Regions from separate parts of the Sus scrofa genome. Here region 1 is linked to region 2. Evidence: chromatin contacts called from public HiChIP or PLAC-seq data. All regions are on one chromosome and are shown on one strand. The core of a region is the stretch at or near the end of the contact, and the rest is flanking DNA. Distances in the headings are between cores, read along the strand shown. Region 1 overlaps STRIP2 (striatin-interacting protein 2). Region 2 has its middle 31 kb from the start of ZC3HC1.

Evidence for each region. HiChIP or PLAC-seq counts read pairs in DNA pulled down with a chosen protein or histone mark.
Region 1: an H3K27ac HiChIP or PLAC-seq map of alveolar macrophages shows a contact between it and region 2. The contact joins two enhancer-like sites. A contact is called at or near these places in 4 of 47 Hi-C or Micro-C datasets (embryonic fibroblasts, epiblast stem cells, retroperitoneal adipose tissue and 1 more) and 2 of 2 datasets of contacts at active chromatin or transcription factors (alveolar macrophages and skeletal muscle).

The regions. Positions count from the first base shown.
Region 1 is chr18:19,227,830-19,232,229 of Sscrofa11.1, reverse strand. It overlaps STRIP2 (striatin-interacting protein 2), which reads left to right. Exons shown (of 21, transcript XM_003134694.6): 14 at 3,177-3,251; 15 at 4,194-4,291. Among named protein-coding and RNA genes, the nearest start is that of STRIP2, 26 kb to the left of the region's middle. Within about 2 kb of position 2,144, at least 2 of the 83 cell types and tissues checked have an H3K27ac peak or open chromatin away from gene starts, as enhancers often do. A contact at or near this core is called in alveolar macrophages, where this site is marked.
Region 2 is chr18:18,769,933-18,774,583 of Sscrofa11.1, reverse strand. No RefSeq gene overlaps it. Among named protein-coding and RNA genes, the nearest start is that of ZC3HC1, 31 kb to the right of the region's middle. Within about 2 kb of position 2,318, at least 16 of the 83 cell types and tissues checked have an H3K27ac peak or open chromatin away from gene starts, as enhancers often do. A contact at or near this core is called in alveolar macrophages, where this site is marked.

The sequences.
Region 1 (4,400 bases), core at 895-3,394, 460 kb before region 2:
AAATCTGTCTGCGGTGCTGTCATGGACTAAGTGTATGCTGTTGGACTCTTAACTCAGGCTGGGCAAAGCAAAGTCTCTACTTTCACAATATGTTAAACTTGGGAAAAGGGGTAATAAATAATTAAGGAGACAGGAAGACTTTCAGAGAAGGATAGATATGGCAAAGAAAATTTAAGTAAGATGACATATAACGTAGTAGACTACTTTAGATTGGCGGTGGGGGTGTGTAGACTTCTGAGAGGGTGACGGCTAACCAAGATCCGAGTTATAGGAGGAGCTAGCCGTGAGAACATGAGAGGAAAGAACACTCCAGGCAGAAGGGACAGCCTCAGTAACAAGGTGACAGCAAGCTCAGAGTCTTAGATGGTGAATGAAGGCTGGTGTGGCTGAAGTGCAGGGAGAAGGAGGAGGGTTTGGGGCCTGGGATTCAGAGAGATGGCCTGGGGCCACTTTACACAGGATGTGTAAGAAAAGATAGAGAGCTCAAGGTCAAGTACAAAGGTGAGCCTTTGGAGATTTTAAACAGGGAGTGACATGATCTGATTTATTTTTAAAAATATGATTGGGAGTTCCCATCATGGTGCAGCGGAAACATATCTGACTAGGAACCATGAGGTTTCGGGTTCCATCCCTGGCCTTGCTCAGTGGGTTGAGGATCCGGCATTGTCGTGAGCTGTGGTGTAGGTCACAAACGCAGCTCAGATCTGGCATTGCTGTGGCTGCGGCGTAGGCCAGCAGCTGTAGCTCTGATTTGACTCAGCCTGGAAACCTCCATATGCCATGCGTGCAGCCCTAAAAAGACAAAAAGACCAAAAAAAAAAAAAAAGAAAAAGAAAAAGAAAAGAAAAGAAAAAAAGATTGGCTGTTTGTAAAAGCTGGGCTAGGAAACAGTGGAAGCAAGGAAGTTAGGAAGCTCTTACAATAGTCAAGGTGAGAGATGACAGTGTTTTAGACCACGTAGTAATTGTGGGGGCAGGGGAAAGTGGATGAATTTGGGTTATATTTTGGAGGTATAGCTGACAAGAGCTGCAGTTCAACTGGATGTGGATAGAGAGACAAAAGGGCAATCAGGAATAAGTACCATTTGTCAAAATGAGTTCTGTTCTATCAATGGTTCTGTTTTGGTTGTAGTAACTTTTAGATACCCATTAGATACCCATGCCAAGCAATTAGATGTAAGGATCTAGAGTTCTAGAGAGGACTGGCTTAGAGAAATAAATTTGGGAACTGGTGACTCATAGACAATGTTAAAAGCCGTAAAGGTGGCTGAGGAGGGAATAGAGATAGAGAAGAGAATGGACCCCAGGACAAAGCCCTGGGGCACACCACTATGTTGAGGGTGGGAGGAGTCAGGAAAGGAGCCAGAAAAGAAAAAGAAAAATAAGGAAATTCAGGAGACTGTGATACCATAAAAATAAGAAAGTCTTTCAGAAGAGTGTGATCAGCTGTGTCAAATGGTGCTGATAAATGGAGCAGGATAAGACCTGAGGTGCCCACTGACTTGGCGACCTGGCGATAACCTTGATAAGAACCACCTCAAGTGGAAGTTCTCTTGCAGCTCAGCAAGTTAAGATCTGGCATTGTCACTGCTGTGGCTCAGGTCACTGCTTTGGTGCGGGTTCGATCCCTGGCTGGGGAACTTGGCACATGCTATGGGCACAGCCAAAAAAAAAAAAAAAAAGAACCTCAAGTGAAGTGGTGGAGCTAGAAGCCTCGTTGGAGTATGGCGAGAATGGAATGTAAAAACAGGAGGGAGACGTGGTCCCCATAGACAAACCACATAGAAGTCTTGTTATGAAAGGGAAGATAGAAATGGGATGGACCTGTAGGAGTGTGGGGTCAAGGGAACATTTTATAGCTAGGCGATACTGGAATATGTTTATGTCCTAAAAAAGGATGATCCAGAAGAAAGGAGATAATTGTAGAACTGAAAAAGCAAGGGTGTGAGATCCAGTGGAGCGTTGGCCTTTGATAGGAGCACAGGCAGTTGATTCTTCATGTCAAGAAGGAAGGTAGAGGAGTTCCCGCTCTGACATAGCGGGTTAAGGATCTGGAGTTGCTTCAACTGTAGCATAGCTTGACGCTGCAGCTTGGACTCAGCCCTTGACCCGGGAACCTCTATATGCTGTGGGCGTGGCCAAAAAAAAGGAAGGTAGATTTGATGTTGAAAAGATGAGGCTGAGCCTGTCTGATTGCTTCTGTTTTGTCCATATAGTGAGAGGCAGGGTCAGTAACTGTTGAGGGGCTGTGGGATGAAGGGATTGTTTGAAGAGAGGGCAGAAGGTATGAAATGGGTCTTTTAGAGAGCAGGATTGCTGGCGTTATTAAGATTTATGTCCATTTAAGCAGGAGTTGAGTTGTGTGGGATAGAAGGGTCTGGTTACTGCTCCCTGCTTCAGCGTCTCATGGCAGTGATCCTTGCTGAGTAATAGCAGGATCTGGGGGGAGGAAAGACTGCCTTGGCCAAAGATGACAGTGGCCTGGGTAGCTTCTGGAGCACCAGAGGCCCTGTCTCCCCTCTGATAAGGGTGAGATGGGGTCATTAAAGGACAGAGTTGCATATGAGGGGGCTGGTCAGAAAGGAGGAAGGGATGTTGTAGGGGGTAATGGAGAAGGAAAGAAAAATCGTTTCCAGCTAAAATCTTCCCTGCTAATACGCCTTCCTCCCTCACCACGCCGTGGGTTACCCAATGCCCCTCTGACCCTCTCTATTGAGTCACATACTTCTCCTTCCTGGCTTCGGAGCATCCCAGAGCTCTCAGAGGGCCTCACATTGACACTGTAGAAGGTGCCTCTGTGTGGTGTTGGTTCCAGTGTGGCCTGAGTCGAGCCCCTCTATGTCTAGCAAAGCAGTGGTCCGAGCCGACTCCTCAGTGGATGTTCTGACTCCTGATCTAGCAAGTGACATAGAAAGAATTCTGGATTGGTTCCATATAGTGGAAAAACCAAAATCATAAATTCTCAGGGCTGGAAGAGCCCTCGGAGGTCATCTAGGCCAGCCCACTGATCCTCTGAAGAGGAAATTAAGTCTTAGAGAGGGAAAGCAGCATACCCAAGGTCAATGAATCATTAACACAGCTAGGATGGGAACCCAGATCTGACTCCCAGCTCCCAGAAACATTAAGTTTTGGTCAAGTGGGAAATGGCCTGCACAAACTGTGTGTTTCTTACCATAGGGGGAAGAGGTGGTACCAGAGACGCCGTGTGAAATCCTCTACCAGGGCATGCTGTATAGCCTCCCCCAGTACATGGTAAGGAGATGACCAGGCCAGAGCTGCCTTAACTGCCCTAACAGAGAGCCATTTCAAGCTGAGCCATCTGTCATTGGAGCTTGTTTCCTGAACCTTCACCCTTTAGGCAAGGCATTCTCTAACACATTAGAATTTTGAGCTTTCCTCAGGGCTTCTCTCAGAGGTAGGAGGACTCGGCTATACTCCCAAGTCCTTTCGGAGGGGTGGAGGATGAGGTGGGATCAGTGCTGGATGCATCGGGGGGGGGGCTTCTCCTAAATAAGTGCCCTTAGTCCTCTCAGGGCGACTGTGGTCTCTCATGTGCTAGGTGGCTTCAGACTGTGATGGTAAGGATGCCGGTGGTCTGAAGCAGAAGAAGGAAAAGGGAGGAGGAGTGAGATCTTGCTGATACTTCCCACCTCTTTTCTAGGCACTGCCCCTCTTGCTCTGCTCCTTCTATCCTCTTTGGGTTTTGGGTGGAGTGGGGGGTTCCTTGTTAGGGCCGCACCCACAGCCTATGGAAGTTCCCAGGCTCGGGGTTGAATCAGAGCTGCAGCTGAGGCCTACACCACAGCCACAGCAACACAGGATCCGAGCCACATCTGCAATTCGTACCACAGCTTGTGGAAACGCCAGATCCTTAACCAACTGAGCGAGGCCAGGGATTGAACCCACATCCTCACAGACAACATCAGGTCCTTAACCTACTGAGCCACAATGGGAACTCCTCTTTCCATCCTCTTTGGAAAGAAAAGACTCGAAGCAGAACAATCCACAAGCTCTCTTCTGGCTCCTCAGCCTCACAAGCAGGCCTATCAGGACTGGGTACCTATTTGTCCTCTGGAGGCTGGGGTCATTGAGGGAAGAACTTAGAAGAAGGCCTCTCCCCTAGGAGAGTTGCAAAAGAATAGCTTTGTTAAATGGGATGCACAGGGATGGATTTCCTCATTTTCTTCTTCCCAGATTGCTCTACTTAAGATTCTGCTGGCGGCAGCCCCCACCTCCAAGGCTAAGACTGACTCTATCAATATCCTGGCAGATGTCCTGCCTGAGGAGATGCCGTGAGTGCTTCAACCGGGGCAGCTGCTAAATCCTAGCTGTCTTGTCTGCAGGGTCTCACCTTGTTTACACTTACAGGGATTATCTCCAAAAAGACCTCTTCTCTGCCAC
Region 2 (4,651 bases), core at 1,069-3,568:
CCGCAGGCCCGGGGAAGCTGGCCTCTTGGCCGGTACTTCGTTTTAGGGGCCCTTTAGCTCCTTCCTGGAGGAGAGCCGCACTCTGGGCCGTTTCCTGACTCCCCGTCCCACCCGCAGGTGTGCTGACCTGGCCTCCTCCTCAGGACCCCCTTCCCCAGCTGGGCCACGGATGGTCCCTGCCGTGGAAATCACCTCAAGGCTGAAAACGTCTTCCTCCGGGTCGTGCAGAAGGGCCCTCACCCTTTCTCCTCTGGCACGTCCTGCTGGTCGCCCTCACCATGGAGTCGGAGAGAGAACGGTCAGGACCTTCCTTCAACATTTACTGTATTTTTTGAAAAGGTGTTTTCTAATTATATCGCAGTTACCTTTGTGTGTCTGTGAAACAGAGTCCCTTTTTTCTTCCTCATTTTACTCTGGAAAAACCCCAGATGGAGCTAGTGGGAGTTGACCCATATCACTGCTGATCTGCAGGGTTGGCCTGGGGAATGCTGGGCTTGGCAAGACTGCCTGGGGCCCCCTGGGGGCCAGGGGGTGCAGAGGTGGCTCAGTGGTGTGGGGGGTGGCGTGGAGGGGAAGAGGAAGCTGCCGCCCCATCCAGTCTTTCCTCCTTGGCTTCACCTCTGATTCCTGGAAATGTTTTCCAAAGGCTCTGAGGCCTCAGCTCTGGTTCTGCTCATCCCAGAATGGGCCCTGGGGCCTTGGGCCTGTTGTCAAGCCCCCGCCAGGCTTTTCACTCACTTTGGAGCTATGTCTCCGGGGTCAAACTGCTTTGTCTTGCTTTCTGAAGGGAGAAGCAGCAGAAAGTGCTGGCACTCGTGAGTGCAGCAGGCAGAAGATGTTCCAGCCTCCTGGCAGCCTGCTGGTCCAGCTCCAGGCCCAGGTGGCTGCCGGCTGGATGATTCAGGTAAGCTGTGCTGGACAAACAAGCCAGTATTCTCACCCCAGCAGGTGAGGACTGTAATTAACTCTCCTGTCGTCACTGTACCATCACCTTCTGAGAGTGGGCTTGCCAGGCTCAGAGCCAGGACCCGAGAAGATCGGCAGGAATGTGGTTTTCTTGGTCTATGTCTTCTTGCCCCAGATGCTTCCGGATGCTTCTAGAGCTGGGCTTGGAGTTGAGTCACCAGCACCTGCATTGTCTGATGATGTCACAGAGGCTGCTGGGCTAAAAAAGGTCCCTACTCGGAGCAAGGACAGTGTGGTGCAGAGATGGAAGTGCCTCTTCCTCCTGACCCCAACACCTGTCTTGTCCATCCCTGATGCTCTTTTCCTTCAGGGAATAAACACAAGGCAAACTGAAGAAATTGGCCAGAGAGATCACTGAACTGAAGCCAATATGGTAGCTGAGTGGCCAGGTGTGCAGCTTAGGACCGTCATACCTGCCTTATTTCAATAATACTAGGAAGGAGTTCCTGCTCCTTTTAGGAGGCACAAGGGGTTAAGAATCCAACTGCAGCAGCTGGGGTGGCTGTGGAGGTGCAGGTTCTACCCCTGGCCTGGCTCAGTGGGTTAAAGGATCTGGCATTGCAACGCAGATTCAATCCCTGGCCTGGGAACTTGCATATGCCACAGGTGCAGCCATTTACAAAAAGGTACTAAAAACATAGCTAGTATTTACTGAGCACTTACTACCTGTCAGCTGTTCTAAACACTTCACGTATCTCACTTAATCCTCAAACATCCCTAGGACAGAACTACCAGCATTATCACCTTTTCACAGATGGAAGAAACTGAGACATGGAGTTGCTGGCTCAGAAGCACACAGCGAGTAACCTGGAAATCCAGGATTTGAACCCAGGCTGCCGGATCTGGAGCCGCAGTGCTCCTACCCACCACGTCGCTGCCTCTTCTGCTGTCAGTCCGTGGCGCTGTAGTGGAAGAGGCCCAAGCAGGGGACCCCAGCATTTCTGGCCTGGCACAGCCACAACACCCACGGTGTGACCTGGGCTCCCTCTCCCGCCCGCTGGCCTCCAGATGCCTCACAGTGGAAGTGGGGGGTTAAGCCAAGGAGTCTTTGCAACTCGTTGATGCACATAACACTGTGGCGTTCTAGGGCTCTGCTGCCCGTGAAGACGGCACTAAGGTTCCTCTCTCCTCCTCTGGACCGTTCTGTAGGAAGCGCTTGCTCCCGATTAGCAATGGCAGCGTCACAGGCATTTGAGGAGGGTGGTGATAGACTCACAGCCTGGTGCCACTGATGGAGCAAAGCTGCTTCCCCACTCCACACCTCCATTTCCCTGCTCGATTCAGTGGAGACAATGACCCTGCTGTGCTCAGCGCTACAGTGAGTCAGGGTTAATTAGCATTAGTCAGACTTTGGAGTCCTCACGAGGAAGGGTCATCTGCTGTGTTGGGGCTGCTCTGTGGCCTTGGTGGCACACCCACTCTGGCCATGCTTCTATGAACATGTCTTCAAAGCTTCATTAGTGGCTTGCCTAACTTTGACCCTGGGGTGACCCAGCCCAGAGTGCCAGCATTGCGATGGGACACAAGGTTGCCACCTCAGGAGGGCTGCCTCCCATGAGCCAGTGCACCTGCCAATGACTCATCTTCTCCTGGGTCTCCTCTTGCAGTAGGCTTCTTCTCCTTGCTACTTGTTTCCTTAATCCTGGACCCAAGGTCCTAACCCTGACCTTGAACTTTTTTTCCTTCTGTGGCCCCATTCTCTCCCTTTATGTCTCTGCCCCTACCTTTTCAGTGCTTTCAGTCTGTCTCTTTTTCTATCACTGTTATAAGCCTATGTTGAAAAACAAGGCAGCTTCAGCCTTCAAGGAAGTTTGTTAGGAGAAGACCTGTAACAAAATAAAGACAAAGTAGGATTGATGTTGAAAATGAGAATAAGTTGTGATAATCATTGTATGACTATAAATGTAATAAATTCATTGAATAATAAAAAAATTTAAAAAAAAGAGAGAATAAGTCACTTGAAAAAGTTCTAGAGTCCCTCTTGTGGCTCAGCAATACCAAACCTGACTAGTATCCATGAGGATGCAGGTTCGATCCCTGGCCTTGCTCAGTGGGTTAAGGATCTGGCATTGCCCTGAGCTATGGTGTAGGTCACAGACCTGGCTTGGATCTGGTGGTGCTGTGGCTGTGGCATAGGCAGCAGCTGCAGGTCCGATTGGACCTCTGGTCCAAGAACTTCCATATCCACAGATGCAGCCCTAAAAGGAAAAGAAAATAAAGTGCTCTACTCTCTGCAACTGCTGATCTGCTAATGATTAACAATAAAGTGCGGAGGCCGGGTGTCTTGCCTCTGCAGTTCCAGGCAGTGAGGAAGTCAGGTGGAGCATGAGCATCACCTAGTGGCACTACAAGGTACTGCTGCATTACTGCTCAGCATACTTGATCCTGACTCAATTTAGCTAGAAACACCAGCTCTTTTCTCATGTGACGAGATAATTAGGGAGGGGAGATTTCCTAGTCACTTCATATCTGACACATTGTCTCTCACTTGACATAATTTCTTTGGATCTACAGAAGAAAGCTCTCATATCTGCTTTCACATCTATTTTCTTCCCATATTAAAGAAGGCACAACTCAAACTCATGGAAAAACAAGACCATGGCACAGGTGGAAGACCTCATAGCAAAGACCTACCTAGATATGGCAACAGAAGGAAAAAGGATGATGAATGATGAAGCCCAAACCTAGACTGGGAGGATGAAGGGGACAGAGAGCAAGTTGTGGTCCAGCTCTGTACAAAAGGTTGGTGGCACGAAGTGGCCATTTCTTTCCTTGTTAATGTATTAAAAAAAAAAAAAAAAAAAACACTTAAAAATTACCACCTGAACCACTTTCATGAGTTTAGGAAGTAGTGTTAATTACATGCACGTTGCACACAGGTCTTTAGAACTTCTTATAAAACTGAAACTCTAGAGAGTTCCCTGGTAGTCTAGTGGTTGGGATTTGGTGCTTTCACTGCTGCAGTCTGGGTTCAATCCCTGGTCTGGAAACTGAGATCCCACATCAAGCTGCTGCATGCCGTGGCCAAAACAAACCAGCAAAAAAACTGAAATTGTCTACCCACTGGACAATGCCTCAGTTCCCCCTCCCTCCCAGCACCCCCAACAAGATTCCACCTTTCTGTTTCTGAGTCTCTTTAGATACCTCTTAGATATAAGTGGAATCATGCAGTATGTGTCTTTGGGCTAGCTTATTTCACTCAGGAGCAAGTCCTTCAGGCTTTTATCCATGCTGAGCAAATGACAGGATTTTTTAAAAATTTTGTTCATGCTAAATATTCCATGTATTGTATATATTATATACACCATGTTTTTCTTTATCCATTTATCCTCGTTAGGCTTCCATCTCTTTGCTATGATGAATAATGCTGCAATTGGAGTTCCCGTCGTGGCTCAGTGGTTAACGAATCCGACTAGGAACCATGAGGTTGCGGGTTCGGTCCCTGCCCTTGCTCAGTGGGTTAACGATCCGGCGTTGCCATGAGCTGTGGTGTAGGTTGCAGACGCGGCTCGGATCCTGCATTGCTGTGGCTCTGGCGTAGGCCGGTGGCTACAGCTCCGACTGGACCCCTAGACTGGGAACCTCCATATGCCGTGGGAGCGGCCCAAGAAATAGCAAAAAAAGACAAAAAAAATAATAATAATAAAAATAAAAAATAAAATAAAATAATGCTGCAATGAACATG